Regions from separate parts of the Mus musculus genome. Here region 1 is linked to region 2. A link is a contact called in public HiChIP or PLAC-seq data. All regions are on one chromosome and are shown on one strand. The core of a region is the stretch at or near the end of the contact, and the rest is flanking DNA. Distances in the headings are between cores, read along the strand shown. Region 1 holds the start of Smim26 (small integral membrane protein 26). Region 2 overlaps Bfsp1 (beaded filament structural protein 1, in lens-CP94).

Region 1 (6,766 bases), core at 1,235-3,734, 750 kb before region 2:
ATAAGGGTAGAGAGACGGCTGGCTCAGTGGTTCCGAGGTTCAATTCCCAGCACCCACATGGCAGCTCACTAGCTGTGATTCCAGTTCCAGAGGATTTGACAACCTCTTCTGATCTCTTTGGACACCAGTTAATCATGGCAAGCACGGACATACTCGTTCAGGCAAAAGTCCCAAAGAACAGGCCAAGTCTATCTAACTTCTAAGTTCTAATAGTCTAATTCCATAATAAGAAGTTATTATGTTATCCAGTACTCACGGGTGTCTGGTGGAGGGCTGCTTTGAATGCCCCATGAGACTGTACTCAATCTAACCTTACTGGGACAACTAAAGTACTATCTAATAGTAGCATGAAAATTAAGTTACATAAGCTATATGCCAGAAATTTAACTTACAGAAGCTGAATGTAATTTTCATTATCAGGGCCAGAGAAATCATTCCGTAAGTCACTGTGCTTGATGTTTGACAACACGAGTTTGGGTCCAACATAAAAACCCTGATGCAGAGGCATGTATTAACCCCAGCATTCCTAAAACAGAGGCCAAGAGAATCTCCTGAAAGCTTGCAGTACAACTAGCCTGGGGAACACAGCACAGCAGCAAAGAGAGATCCTCTTTCAAACAAAGTAGAAAGTTTAAGACTAGGATGAACATTTAAAGTTGGCCTCTGACCTCCACACTCATGTGTGGCATGCTCCTGCCCTCAGGTACAAACGTGTGCACATACTTTTTTTTTTTTCTTAAGATTTGCTTATATTGTTTTTAATGACATTCAGGTGTGTACATCTTCGAACAGAAACATGCACTGGAGTGCAGGTGCCCACGAGGGCCAAAGGCATCAGATACCAGTCTATGACTGTGCAAGATGACGGTGCTGAGAGCTGAACTCTGGTCCTCTGGAAGAGCAGCAAGTCCTCTTAACTGCTGAGCTAGTTCTCCAGACCCTAAGTAGATTTTTAAGAACTGAAATTTCAGAGCCTGTGAGATGGTTCAGCAAGTGCCTGATGACTTGAGTTTGATCCACACGGTGGAAGGAGACTCCTGGAAACTGTCCTCTGACCTCCATTCACACATGCAACATACACACATGCATCCGTGTGTGCTTTCTATCAGCTTTTCAGCCATGTGGACAGAGAAGACTACCTCTTGAATTATGTGTTCAGTACCTTCAAGAAGACACTGGTTGCACATTATTAATGCTTATATTTTATTAAATTAAATTAAATACATGAAATGGAAATCAAGGCATCTATCAAATACTGAGCCAAGTCCTTGTTTGCAGAATTCAGCAGCTGTTCACGCTTGCGGGCCAGGCCCACCAGTCCATGACTTCAGATAGGTCAGGAACCTTTGAGTGGCTGGGACAGAATTTTCTGAATACTTTAAAAATGATTTCACATAAAACCCTCCACCAAGCTCGACCGTTTCCGTTTCTAAATCAGAGTCTTCACTTGTAGAAAAAGGTGTTTCATTCCTTGAGCCATCCTCTTGACCTTCTTCACAGTCTTAAAGAAAAGAAAAGAACCTGAAATTATTAACTTAGACATCAGTCCTTAAAGCCTTGGACATAATAAACCAAAGTATGATTATGCCATCAGATGTCTATTGTTGTTATCTTTCTCCAAAAAGAAAAGGCAGAGAGAAAAAGAACAACCATGATGACCGTGTGAACTTTCAAACCACCTTCATGTCCAAGAATTTCCAGCAGTTTTTAACACCATGGCTTTATTGACATATACCTAACATACATTCAAACTCCTATTACAAGGTACAACTCAATGGTGTTTAGTCTATTCGGCTTGGGCAACCAGCACCGCAACCGATTTTAGAGGGACTTTCAGCCACTCAGAGTCACCTTCCATCCTCTCTATCACTCTGGTCTCAAGCGATTACACCAACTGACTTTCCAGTACCTTTGATTTCCAGCATGTTATTTGAAAGTTCAGGGAGTTTCACGCAACAACTGGGATAATTTTAATACTCCTTGGTTGCTGTTAAGACCTGAAACTGCTTGCTCGCCGCATGCGACAGTTTCAAGGAAATGAGCAGCACCCGGACTACTGTCCGAGGCTCTAGAATCCACCTAGCACGACACGGGTGAATTCACAAATTCTAGCTGAACATGTGGACAGACTTAGTCAATCAATAAATAAGGTTCAGATGATAATACTTATTAGCTCCTGGAGTCTTGCTCTTTGCAGAGTCCATCACCGCAAATTATCTAAGTACCCGCTTGCAGCAGTTTTGCTTAGTACCCCGGAGTTCAAGTACAGAAAGTCGCTTCGGTGACCAGGGGCAATGGGCGGGAAGCGGCGGCTGCAAGGACTGTCTTGCCAGGAAACCCTACCTGATACTTTCTGTTTCCGTGAAAGGAAAAACGCCGAGCCCAGCAGGGACCAGGCGCCAAGTGCGTAGACAAGGGACATTCGCCGGTACCAGAGAGAGGCCTTTTCAGCTCGCATGGCTCCATAGGAGAGGAGGAAGTCCTTCCAGATGTCTGCAACAACCAATAGGTCCTAAGCTACGTCCTACTCCGGCCGCGATGCATTTTGGGACTCGTAGTCCATAGTTAATCCCGGCAAGGACGAAGATTTTCATCAAGGAGACCATAGGTTAGGCGCTCAGCTGGCAGCTGACAACTGCACTGTGTACTATATGCTGGGGAGCAGATGGTGACTTGAAAATTCCTCACTTGCAAAGGTGTAATACCTGCCCTCCATTTGTCAGACAGTATTTGAAATGGTGTTTGCAACTCGCTTCTTTCCTATATACTTTTCTGGAACTCTAGGTTCAATTCTTTGAGGCTTCCTTGGTCCTTTCCCAATTACACCCTGTCGCCCACCATTCTGTCTTATCACCCTATTGGCTTTTATTCTTCCTCATAAAAAGGTGCAAGCCGGGCGTGGTGGCGCACGCCTTTAATCCCAGCACTCCGGAGGCAGAGGCAGGTGGATTTCTGAGTTCGAGGCCAGCCTGGTTTACAAAGTGAGTTCCAGGACAGCCAGGGCTATACAGAGAAACCCTGTCTTGGAAAACCAAAAATAAATAAATAGGTGCACACATCTTTAAAAAATAAAAATAAAAGCCTTAGATTCCATCGACCGCTTGTCTTAAAAAAAAAAAAAGATTTGTTTATTTATTTACTTTATGTGTGTGAATACACTGTAGCTGTACAGATGGTTGTGAGCCTTCATGTGGTTGTTGGGAATTGAATGTTAGGACCTCTGCTCACTCCAGTCGGCCGCTTGCTCCGGCCCAAAGATTTATTTATAAGTACACTGTAGCTGTCTTCTGATGCACCAGAAGAGGGCGTCAGATCTCATTACCAGTGGTTGTGAGCCACCACGTGGTTGCTGGGATTTGAACTCAAGGACCTTCAGAAGAGCAGTCAGTTCTCTTACCCACGGAGCCATCTTGCCAGGTCCAACCGCTTGTCCTATTCATACACTTCTTCCAAGAATAATTTGTCTGCACACCAGTAAACTAGACAATCTGCGAGCAAGCCTGAGGTGTTTCCCCAGAGAGGGCCGGGTAACCTACTTTGGCTATTTCAGCCTTCCTCGAACTTGACTTCTAAAGCAACTGACGCTACTGACCCTGCATGCTTCTCTGGTGGGTTCAAAACATTTTCTCTGTTATCTTTCCTTTTACATTTGTGTTTACCCTACAGAAATATATACCTGTATAACATTTAACTCAAAAGGGACTGTGTGTTTAAATATAAAAGCTCAAGTTATAAACCTAAAAGCAACCACATGCACACCTAAAAATCCTTGCCAACCTGGAATAGGCAAAGATTTCTTTGGGTATGAGAAACCACAGAAGGGAAGCTGATAACTGGACCTAAAACTCCCAGTTGAGGAAAATGGAAAATTTTAAAGTCAGAGGTTGACATCAGCCATCTTCCTTACTCACACTCCACCGAATTTTGTGACAAGACCGCTCACCTGTAGCTCGCTGACTCAGCTAGACTGGGGACCGGCCAGCTCCAGGGGCCCACTCCCCAGGACTGGGGCTACAGGTGCTCACCTCTGTGCCTGGCTTTTCATGAGGATGCTGGGGATCAGAACTCAGGTCTTCCTATTTGTAGATCAAACACTGTATCTACTGAGCCATCCTCCCAGCCCAGTTGAGCCATCGGAACTTACTGGTAAGAGCATATGTTAGAGCCTCTTTAAAAGCTGGCAGTTTTTCTTTTTCAAGATTTTTCTTTTTTATATGTATGTGTGAGACTGTATGCTACATATATGCGGGTGCATGTGGAGACCAGAAAAGGGCATCAGACACTACTGGAGCTGGACTTACAGGTGGTTAGGAGTATTCTGACATGGGTGCTGGGTTCTGAACCCAAGGTTCTCTTGAAGAATACCAAGTGCTCTTGACCTCTGAGCTCTCTCCAGCCCCTAAGGTTAAACATATAACAATCTTACAATCTATTCCATTCTACTCCACTCCTAGTTACTTCCTCAAGAGAAATGAAAAGCTGTTGTCTATGAGCCCTGTGTACAGTGTTCAGATACATTTTATTCACAGCAACAAAAGGAGAAACCACTCAAAAATCTGAGGAAACATCAGATTAAAAAGTAGTATACCAGTTGGCACTATGTAGGAATCTCAGATGGATTAGGGTAAATGGAAAACAAACAAGACAGAAGCCCTAAAAGTCAATGGATATATACAGGGAGAAGGCTGCCAGTGGTCTATGGCCAACACATAGGTTTCATCTAGCAAAACTGACTGAATTGTACACTTAACTGGGTGAAGATATTTTATGTAAAAGTCTATCTCAACGAAGCTCTAAGGAGCAGAATTATAATTGTATTATTTCGCACTTGCCTCTCTTCCCATTCTCATCAACTGTTTGATTTTAGTCTCTCTAGTCTCTGTTGTATACAAATCCAGACTGTCGGCTTGCTCGGTACCTCTAGTGTGTATGTATCCCCCAAGTTCCGTACAGTATTGAACTTATGAATGCTACACACAAGAAACAAACTTTCTCTTCCTCTAATTAAGTCGATGATTGCAAAACTATTCTCCCCAAAATACTGAGCCCTCCTCATCTGTTATTTCACTGAACACCCTGTTCTGGTTTAAGACTCACTTTTCTCTCCCATCCTTCCTGCCACTCAAGCCCTAGTTTGTTCCCCACCCACCCCCCACCCCCAGAACTGACAACTTCAGCCCCTGCCTGAGATAAATGAGAGCCATGCCTTGATTTCAAACACAGCTCAGAGTCTTCATGAGGTACACTAGATTCAGGGGTGCCCACTTAGCAAGCATTCAACTCTGCACCCCCACTGGAACCCAGGGGTGAGACTGTATAGCCACTGTCTGCTGCACCTCATCTTCCTGAGAGAATGCCTGGCCAAGACAGAGAGAACACCATATGCTTTCTTCTGTTAATTTGTATCTGAGAGAGAGGTCCAATGAGGACATATTAGTTCCAATCTCCTTACAGTCCTCTATAAGGTATGTCTCTACATCCAATTCATAATTCTCTTTCAGGCTCAACTTAGGACTCCTTTCCTTCCCTTTGGGGCTAGTGTGACTGCTGAGTAGGTAAAGACACATGCCAAGACTCAGGCCTGAGTTTGATTCCTGGGACCCACAACATAGGAGAACCACGCTCAGCATGTTGACCCCCAACCTCCTTGAACATGAATGTGCTCTTGCTCTCTCTCTCTCTCTCTCTCTCTCTCTCTCTCTCTCTCTCTCTCTCTCTCCCTCCCTCCCTCCCTCCTTCTCTCTCTCTCTCTCACACACACACACACACACACACACACAAAATGAGACAAAATCTGCATTAGTATTATTTTGGCCAATGCCGTCCTCACACAGATTTATTTCCTTTATGATCATTAAGACTTAAACAGGTAGCTAAAAATACATAACCTCTGATTTTATAGACTCTAAAACATTAAGGTACAAAAAGTAAGTAAACATCTACAATTAGCAGGACACTTATGACATATAATTTCATGTGGAGGAAAACAGACAGAGAGGAATACAAATAAATTACAACCTGAAGACGTATTATAGCCTGAAGACATACATATATAAAAATTCCTTGGGTTATTTATTAGAACCTCCCCGAAAGGTGAATGTTGCTAGGACGCTATCAACAACGTGAGCACAATCTGACAGCATTGTCTTCCACTTCCAGGCGGGGCCACCAGCTTAAGAGGCACTAGACACAGCCAGCTTCTTCAGGTGATCCATGAACACCTGTAGGCTGACATCGTCTGTCAGGATGGGCGCTCCAGTTTCCTGAAATACAACCAGAACGGCTTACTAATAATGAACTCAACAGCCACTTACCATTCCCAAGCTGCTCAGTGACTCATGCGGTCACCTTTGTCCTGCAGCACTCCGAGCTGATGCCACTCATCAGAAACATGTTTTCCTCTAAGCCTTTCCTGAGACCTGCCATCCCTGCCCACTGCTGAGATGAGTATAGAGCTCTCTATCCCACCCCTTCTCCAAGCCCTACAGACCAGACATTATCTGCAGCTTGTCTCCCTCCAAGGCCTACACACCAGCAGCCCCTCACTCACAGGACACACCAAGGGCAGCACCACACCTATCTCTGAAGTGCTCTAACAGAAAGGTGTCACAGGCAAGGGAATGAATGATATCACCGTCAGATGCTATTTGTGATATCAGAACACGTTTATGAATTGATTAATGTTCCAAGGGGAAAAACTGGATAGAAATCTCAGTTTGTAGCAAGATATCAAATTTGTAAAGAACTAACATGCACAAGCCTAAAG
Region 2 (6,305 bases), core at 1,705-4,204:
ACATGTTTTATTTCTGGAAATTTGTGGAAGTCACCTTTGCACAAATGAACAGTTAGCGTTTGAATGTAAAATGTCTCTTACAGGCTCATGTGTTTGAATGCTTAGTCCCTAGTTGGTGGCTTACTTTTGGAAGGCTATGGAACCTCTAGCAGGTAGAGCCTAGCTGGGGGAAGTGAACCAGGCCTTAAAGGTTTCAGACTGGTCAGTTGGCCTCGTGTTGTGAGCCTGTGGCAGTGTGGCACATCATGGAAGGAGCAGAACAAGAAAGAGAAAGGGGGTTTGGGACCCAGAATCTCCTTCAAGGGTATAACACCCCTGCTTGTTCCCACTAGTGTAGGGTTATGGGTCCTGTGTCTGCTCTGCCACAGGGCATGGCCGCTGGAGAGGCAGGACTCGGGAGGTCGACTGCGCTTAGCCCACTCTGTCGCTGGGTAGGTGTTGGGCTGTAGGGAAGTCCCAGGACACTGCTCTGGATGTAGGGAAGCACAGTCTGAGGCAGGGACAGCTGGAGCTGCCTTGGGGTCCCCGAGCCTGCGACAAGGCTGGGGCCCGTCTGGTTTTTAGGCTCTGGCGGCCAGGCATTGCTGGAAGATGAAGGAGGGCTGAGAATGGAGTCGGGGCCCACAGGCTAGGTCTAGCCCAGGGAAAAAGGGGATGCTCAGGCTGGTCCCAAGGGAGAGTCCTTGGCTTGATGGGTGGCAGTCTTAGGCCAGGCTTGGTCATTGAGGCTAGGAGCACAGAATGGCCTTCTACGGGAGATTAGACGGTGGCTCTATAGGCCAAAGCCTTCTCCTTGGCTCCCCATGGTGGATCCCGAAGAAAAGAGAGTCCATGTTTTTAAGATATTTATTGTCATAAATAAAAAGTGGATGAGTAAAACCATACTCTACTTCTCAGGGCGGGCCTGAGGTTAAACAACTTTTGTAGGGAGGAGTGTCTGGGAAGGAAAGTGAATTGGCTAAGCCCTCCAGTCCTCTAGGTACCTCATTAAAATGGAGATCTGTCTTGAACCTATGTGACCACAGGTCACGTCCTCTATAAGTAGAGGGGCTTGGGGCATTGCCCTTACATGACCTATGGCCATAAATCTATTAGGAGCTATGACAAGTGACAGGGGCCTGGTGCCCAGTAACCGGTGAAATACCTACCTTCCCTTCAGGGTCTCTGGGGTTTCAAGCCTTAGCTCAACCGGGGACCAGGCTACCTTTCACGGTCCCACACACTAGGACCCCCTTCTAAAGGCTTCACCCTCTTTCCACAATTCTATATGATAATGACCAAGCCTTCAACACACGAACCCTGGAGATCTACACTATAGCAGTTCCTTGTGAGGTATTGGTGGGCAGGGGCTGCCTTCTGTATGTGGCTTGAACATGGAAAGCACTTGGTATAGACTCAGGTTTGGGTTTCTAGGGTTTTGAGGCAGTGTCCTCTGTGTTGCAGGCAGGGCTCCTGAACAGTTAGCCTTTAAGAATCACTGGTATTTTTGAATAGGTGGAGAGGCAAGCCATGACAGATTGTGGACAGGCTGGAAGGGGGTTTCCTTCTGGACTGCCCCACTGATCATCAGTGTCTCGGCTTCATCAGGCCTCTTCTTGCCTTTCACCTTTTGGGGCTAGATGGTTTCTGCTTGGCACTGTGGCATAGCTGATGGCTCAGAGAACAAAATGATTTTCATCTTCATAGGCACAGAACCCTTAGCCAAATGAGCATCTGCATTCCACAGTGGTCTTTTCACAAAAGGGAAAACGGAGGCTTTGAAAGTCAAATATCTGTCTGGCTAGCCAGTCTGTGGCACAAATAGGTCTATGCTTGGCTCTCTTGCTCTTTGTTGTCTGAGCTTTTCCTCTTGAGCAGTTAATGGTTCAGACAGTGGCCACTGTGGGCCTGTTTGGGTCAGCTTGGGCAGTTGGAACAGGACTCCTTAGTTTATTGCTCAGAGCTCTGGAGACTGGAAGTCCAAGATCAAGGTGCTGGCAGAATTGGTACCTGTTGCAGATTCTTCCTCACTGTGTGCCATGTGGTGGTGGTTGGGGGACAGGGGTAGGTCTCCGTTACCTCTTCGTCTTCTCATTAGCACTAAGTCCTAACGGAGCTCCGTTTTCATGACCCTAATCACCTTCCATAGGTTTCCACTCACCAATGCCTTAGCAGATCGGGGATTGGCACATGAGCTTGGGGGGATACAAAGAAGGGTTCTTACTCCTTCATTGTCTCTTTTATCTTTGCACTTCTTTGTCTGAATCTCAGTCTGGCCTCCTCATGCAGGAGAAGCTGTTCACAGAACGGGAAGTGGCTGCCCTGCAGAACCAGCTGGAGGAGGGCCGAGAGGCAGTCACCCACCTGCAGGCACAGAAAGCTGAGCTGCAGGCCCAGGTATGATCCATCTTCGGCGTATCTTATTGAACCGACACATGAAGGCAGAGGTGTCCAGTTCTGTGGTGTACAGACTCAGCACACCCGTGTGCCCTGCACCACAGCATTCTGAGCAGGGGAACAAACACCTTGCTTTGCCCTGGGCTGAGATTTCCCGGAATGTGTGTTTTAGCATTCTGCTAAGAAGAGTTCTGGGACATAGGATGACAGGGATGGAGACAGGGACACGTGGACACCCAGCCTCATGGTGGCTCTTCTCTTGTCTCCATTGAGTCACATCTCTTCTACCAAGGAAAATAACACATCTCATCATGGATCACTTTGCCTTTGTCAAGCCTGTTAACATTTAGAAAACACACACACACACACACACACACACACACACACCAGGGTTTTAACCACATATTCACTCAAATCTGGGCATCCCTGTTTTTCCTCTCCCTGTGGTCTCTCCTTTGGAATTGATGATGGTCTGGGAAGAGTGCCCGCAGGGAGGCAGGAGGCTGGCTTGTACCAGTGTTCGCCTCTCATGAGATGTCTGCTAGTGTGAGGCTCACAGTTCTGTTTCCTTTTAAGTTGTGGGTTTCATGGTTCACAGCCCTGACTGCTTCACACGCTCTCATTTCCATGCAGATGGGCACAGAGACGTTGAATGTCGGGCTTAAATGCTGCCCTTCCTACAGCTGGGTAACCACACATCCCAAACCAATCAATTGGCATTTAGTAGACAGGTACCCTCAAGGAACAAACGAGAAAAAGATCTAAAATTCTGACTGTAAAACCCGGGGCATCTGGGTTGTCATGACACTCAGGGCCTACTGTTCAGAGTCCAGGGCATCAGGAAAAACTTAACTGGATTCTCATTTAATCACCATTTCTGACATCCTGTTTTCCATCCCCACTGGGCCCCTCATAAAGCTCTCACTGTGCAGCAGTCCCAGAAGACAATGCTACAACAAGGGGGCAACAAGGAACAGTGGTTGCCCCCTGAGTGAAAGATCACAGGAGAGAAATTGAGTCAGGCCTTAAAAATGCCTTCTTCCCAGGACATAACCATGCCTCAGGGACTAGATACTTCTCAGTGACCGTGGTTTCTTTTGAGGGAGGGAGGGGAGTGGAGAAGGGAGAGATGGAGAAATGTTTATGTAGAGAATGTGGTGTGTGTGTGTGATATGTATATAGTGTGTGTGGTGTATGTCGTATATGTGTATATAAGGTCTGTGGGTAGTGTGTGAGTATATGAGGTGATTTGAGTGTATTTGCTGTGTATGTATGTAGAGTATATTGTAAAGTGTGTATGATATGTATATTGCATGCATGTGTAATGTGAAGGGTGCGTGGGCTCTGCATGTGTGCATGTATGTGTATATACATGTGTATATGTGGGGTGTGTAATGTCAGGTATATGTGTGGCGTGTGATGTTCATATGAAGTATGACTTATTCATCTATCTGTGTAGGGCATATGTGCATGCACGTGGGATGTGTGTATGGTGTAAGTGTTTTACATGTGACTGAGGAAGTGGGTGTAGGCCCAGTCCCGGTTCTGGAGACTGTGGTTTTCAAATTGTTCCTTGAAATTCACCAGGTGTAAAATGAATTCAGTAGAATTGACTGGTACAAAAAAGGAAGAAAGCAGGCTGGAGAGATGGCTCAGGGGTTAAGAGCACTGGCTGCTTTTCCAGAGGTCCTGAGTTCAATTCCCAGCAACCACATGGTGGCTCACAACCATCGGTAGTGGGATCTGATGCCCTCTTCTGGTGTGTCTGAAGATAGTGACAGTGTGTTCATATACGTACAGTAAATACATAAGTCTTTATAAAAAATTAGAAGAAAGCAACACAATGGCGCTGGGAATAAGAAGTAACAGAATGCATGGCAGTGAGAAGTATACAAAGTTTATCCTGGAAAACTTTTGTCTTAAATGTATCTGTATATTTTTGACTACACATGTATTTGCTCAAATGCACACATATGATGTGGCCTATGGTGTGAACTATGTCACTTCCTGTGGTCTGGGTGACAAAGTTGAAAAACACAGCCCTAGATACTAAAAAGATCAAGGCCCTAGCCTCACATGGAAAATTTTAGTTCTGCGGGGGGGGGGGAGGGGGGAGACTGTTTGTCTTTCTTTGTGTGCACACATATTTTTGATGGCTATAAAACCATGATATGTATAGGAAGTGTGTGATCTATTGATGTAGGGTACATGTGCCTGCATGTGGGATGTGTGTATTGTGCATGTGTGCATGGGACTGAGGAAGCAGGTGCAGGCCTGTTATGGTCCTGGAAACCCATGTTTTTCAAACTCTTAGTTATAGTTCATTGGGTGGGAAACAACAGGCTTGGCCTGGTTTCTGAGTACATGAGGTATAACTGTTGGGTCAGGTCCTGTTCTCAGCCTCTGACACTACTGAGACTTAGCAGTTTATCTCTGTGTCTAAGGTAGGGTCTCACTTTCTCCTCTAGGTTCCCTTCCCTGTCCCTAGATTTTATTAGTCTGGTGAAGTTTGTGGATCCTTTCTCATAAAATGTTGTTGAAGGCAAAAAAAATTATTCAAAGCAAGCCAATTCTATAAAGATAGTTATCCATATGTTATCCAGTGTCCTTGACTCGAGGGGTCATGTCTGGATGAATCTGCAGCAAGCTGAAGTAACCTGAGGTGCACATGGCTTTTATATGGCCCACTTATCTATTACACACCCCAACCTTACAGCACAGCACCCTGTCGAGTGTAGGGTGTGTCCTGGCTGATACAGTCATGGCTTGCTGCCACACCACTGCTATGCACGAAGGCAAAATGCAAACAGGAAGCATGGCCTCTACAGAAAGCACAGTGCTTCCACACTGTGGTCAAGTGGACCAGTGCACGTCCATGATGCTCTGCAGGGCATGTACAGTCGCTTGTCAGTATCCAAGGGGGATTAGTCTTCACAACCCCACAGGTACTGAAAATCACACTTGCTCAAGACTCCAAAGTGCTTAGTGCTTGTATGTGAACTATGAAGTTCTCCCATAGCCTTGAACTCAACCCCAACAACTTATAACATCCAGGATAGTGTGAGTGGGTATAAGTAGTTTTATTTTTTATTATTTAGGAAATGATGACAAACATGGTTATACACACACACACACACACACACACACACACACACACACACATATATATATATTTTTCAGCAGAGGCATAATTGGTTGATTGGGACTCTTAGGATCCAGAGAGGTGACTGTTCAGTAACAAAATACTGAACATAACAAAATTGGTCTAACAAAATAACAAAAATTGGTCTAATGAACCTCAGGTGTGCCACCTTCACGGGTTGTCACAGCCCATGTATGTGACGTGGCTCCTGCGTATTTTCTCATTTTCACACTGTTCTGTAAGTCAGGGAGTGGGGCAAGCAGGTTGGTCTCTCTGTTCTGGGTCTCCCAGGGTGGCATAAAGTGTGTGTGTGTGTGTGTGTGTAGTCCACCTGGGCCCCTGCTGGAGGATCTTATGGGAGAACTTGCTCACAGTGTCGGGTGTGTGGTTGGTACAAGTCAATTCCGACAGGCTATAGTGGGGAGGACCCTGTTTAGTCAAAGAGGTTGTGCATTCCTTGGCCCAAGGCTATTCCACGCCAGCGCTGTGTGTAAAGTCCTGGGTCTAACCCTCTGCCTCCAACTTCTCCTCTTAGCTGCTGCTGCTGCTTCTGCTTCTGCTTCTTCTTCTTCTTCTTCTTCTTCTTCTTCTTCTTCTTCTTCTTCTTCTTCTTCTTCTTCTTCCTCCTCCTCCTCCTCCTCTTCCTCCTCCTCCTCCTCCCCCTCCCCCTCCCCCTCCCCCTCCTCCTTCTCCTCCTCCTTGGCTTATGTGATTAGGATTAATTTAATTAATTTAAATAACTTACTTTGTGGTGCTGGTTAAGGTTTTCGATGCTTCCAGAATGTCT

The links. HiChIP or PLAC-seq counts read pairs in DNA pulled down with a chosen protein or histone mark.
Region 1: a contact with region 2 is called in an H3K27ac HiChIP or PLAC-seq map of large pre-B cells, with 4 times the contacts expected there. The contact joins the promoter of Smim26 here to the enhancer-like site in region 2. A contact is called at or near these places in 2 of 39 promoter capture datasets (embryonic stem cells and pre-B cells), 2 of 115 datasets of contacts at active chromatin or transcription factors (craniofacial prominence and large pre-B cells) and 1 of 9 other capture datasets (liver).

The regions. Positions count from the first base shown.
Region 1 is chr2:144,589,783-144,596,548 of GRCm38.p6, reverse strand. Smim26 (small integral membrane protein 26) reads right to left here and starts at 2,484. Exons shown (of 2, transcript NM_001033297.3): 1 at 2,344-2,484; 2 at 1,183-1,501. The coding sequence starts at 2,458. The coding sequence ends at 1,293. It overlaps Sec23b (SEC23 homolog B, COPII coat complex component), which reads right to left. Exons shown (of 20, transcript NM_001252544.1): 20 at 5,796-6,263. The coding sequence ends at 6,174.
Region 2 is chr2:143,837,745-143,844,049 of GRCm38.p6, reverse strand. It overlaps Bfsp1 (beaded filament structural protein 1, in lens-CP94), which reads left to right. Exons shown (of 8, transcript NM_009751.2): 5 at 2,269-2,376. Among named protein-coding and RNA genes, the nearest start is that of Bfsp1, 22 kb to the left of the region's middle. Within about 2 kb of position 2,954, at least 31 of the 459 cell types and tissues checked have an H3K27ac peak or open chromatin away from gene starts, as enhancers often do. A contact at or near this core is called in pre-B cells, where this site is marked.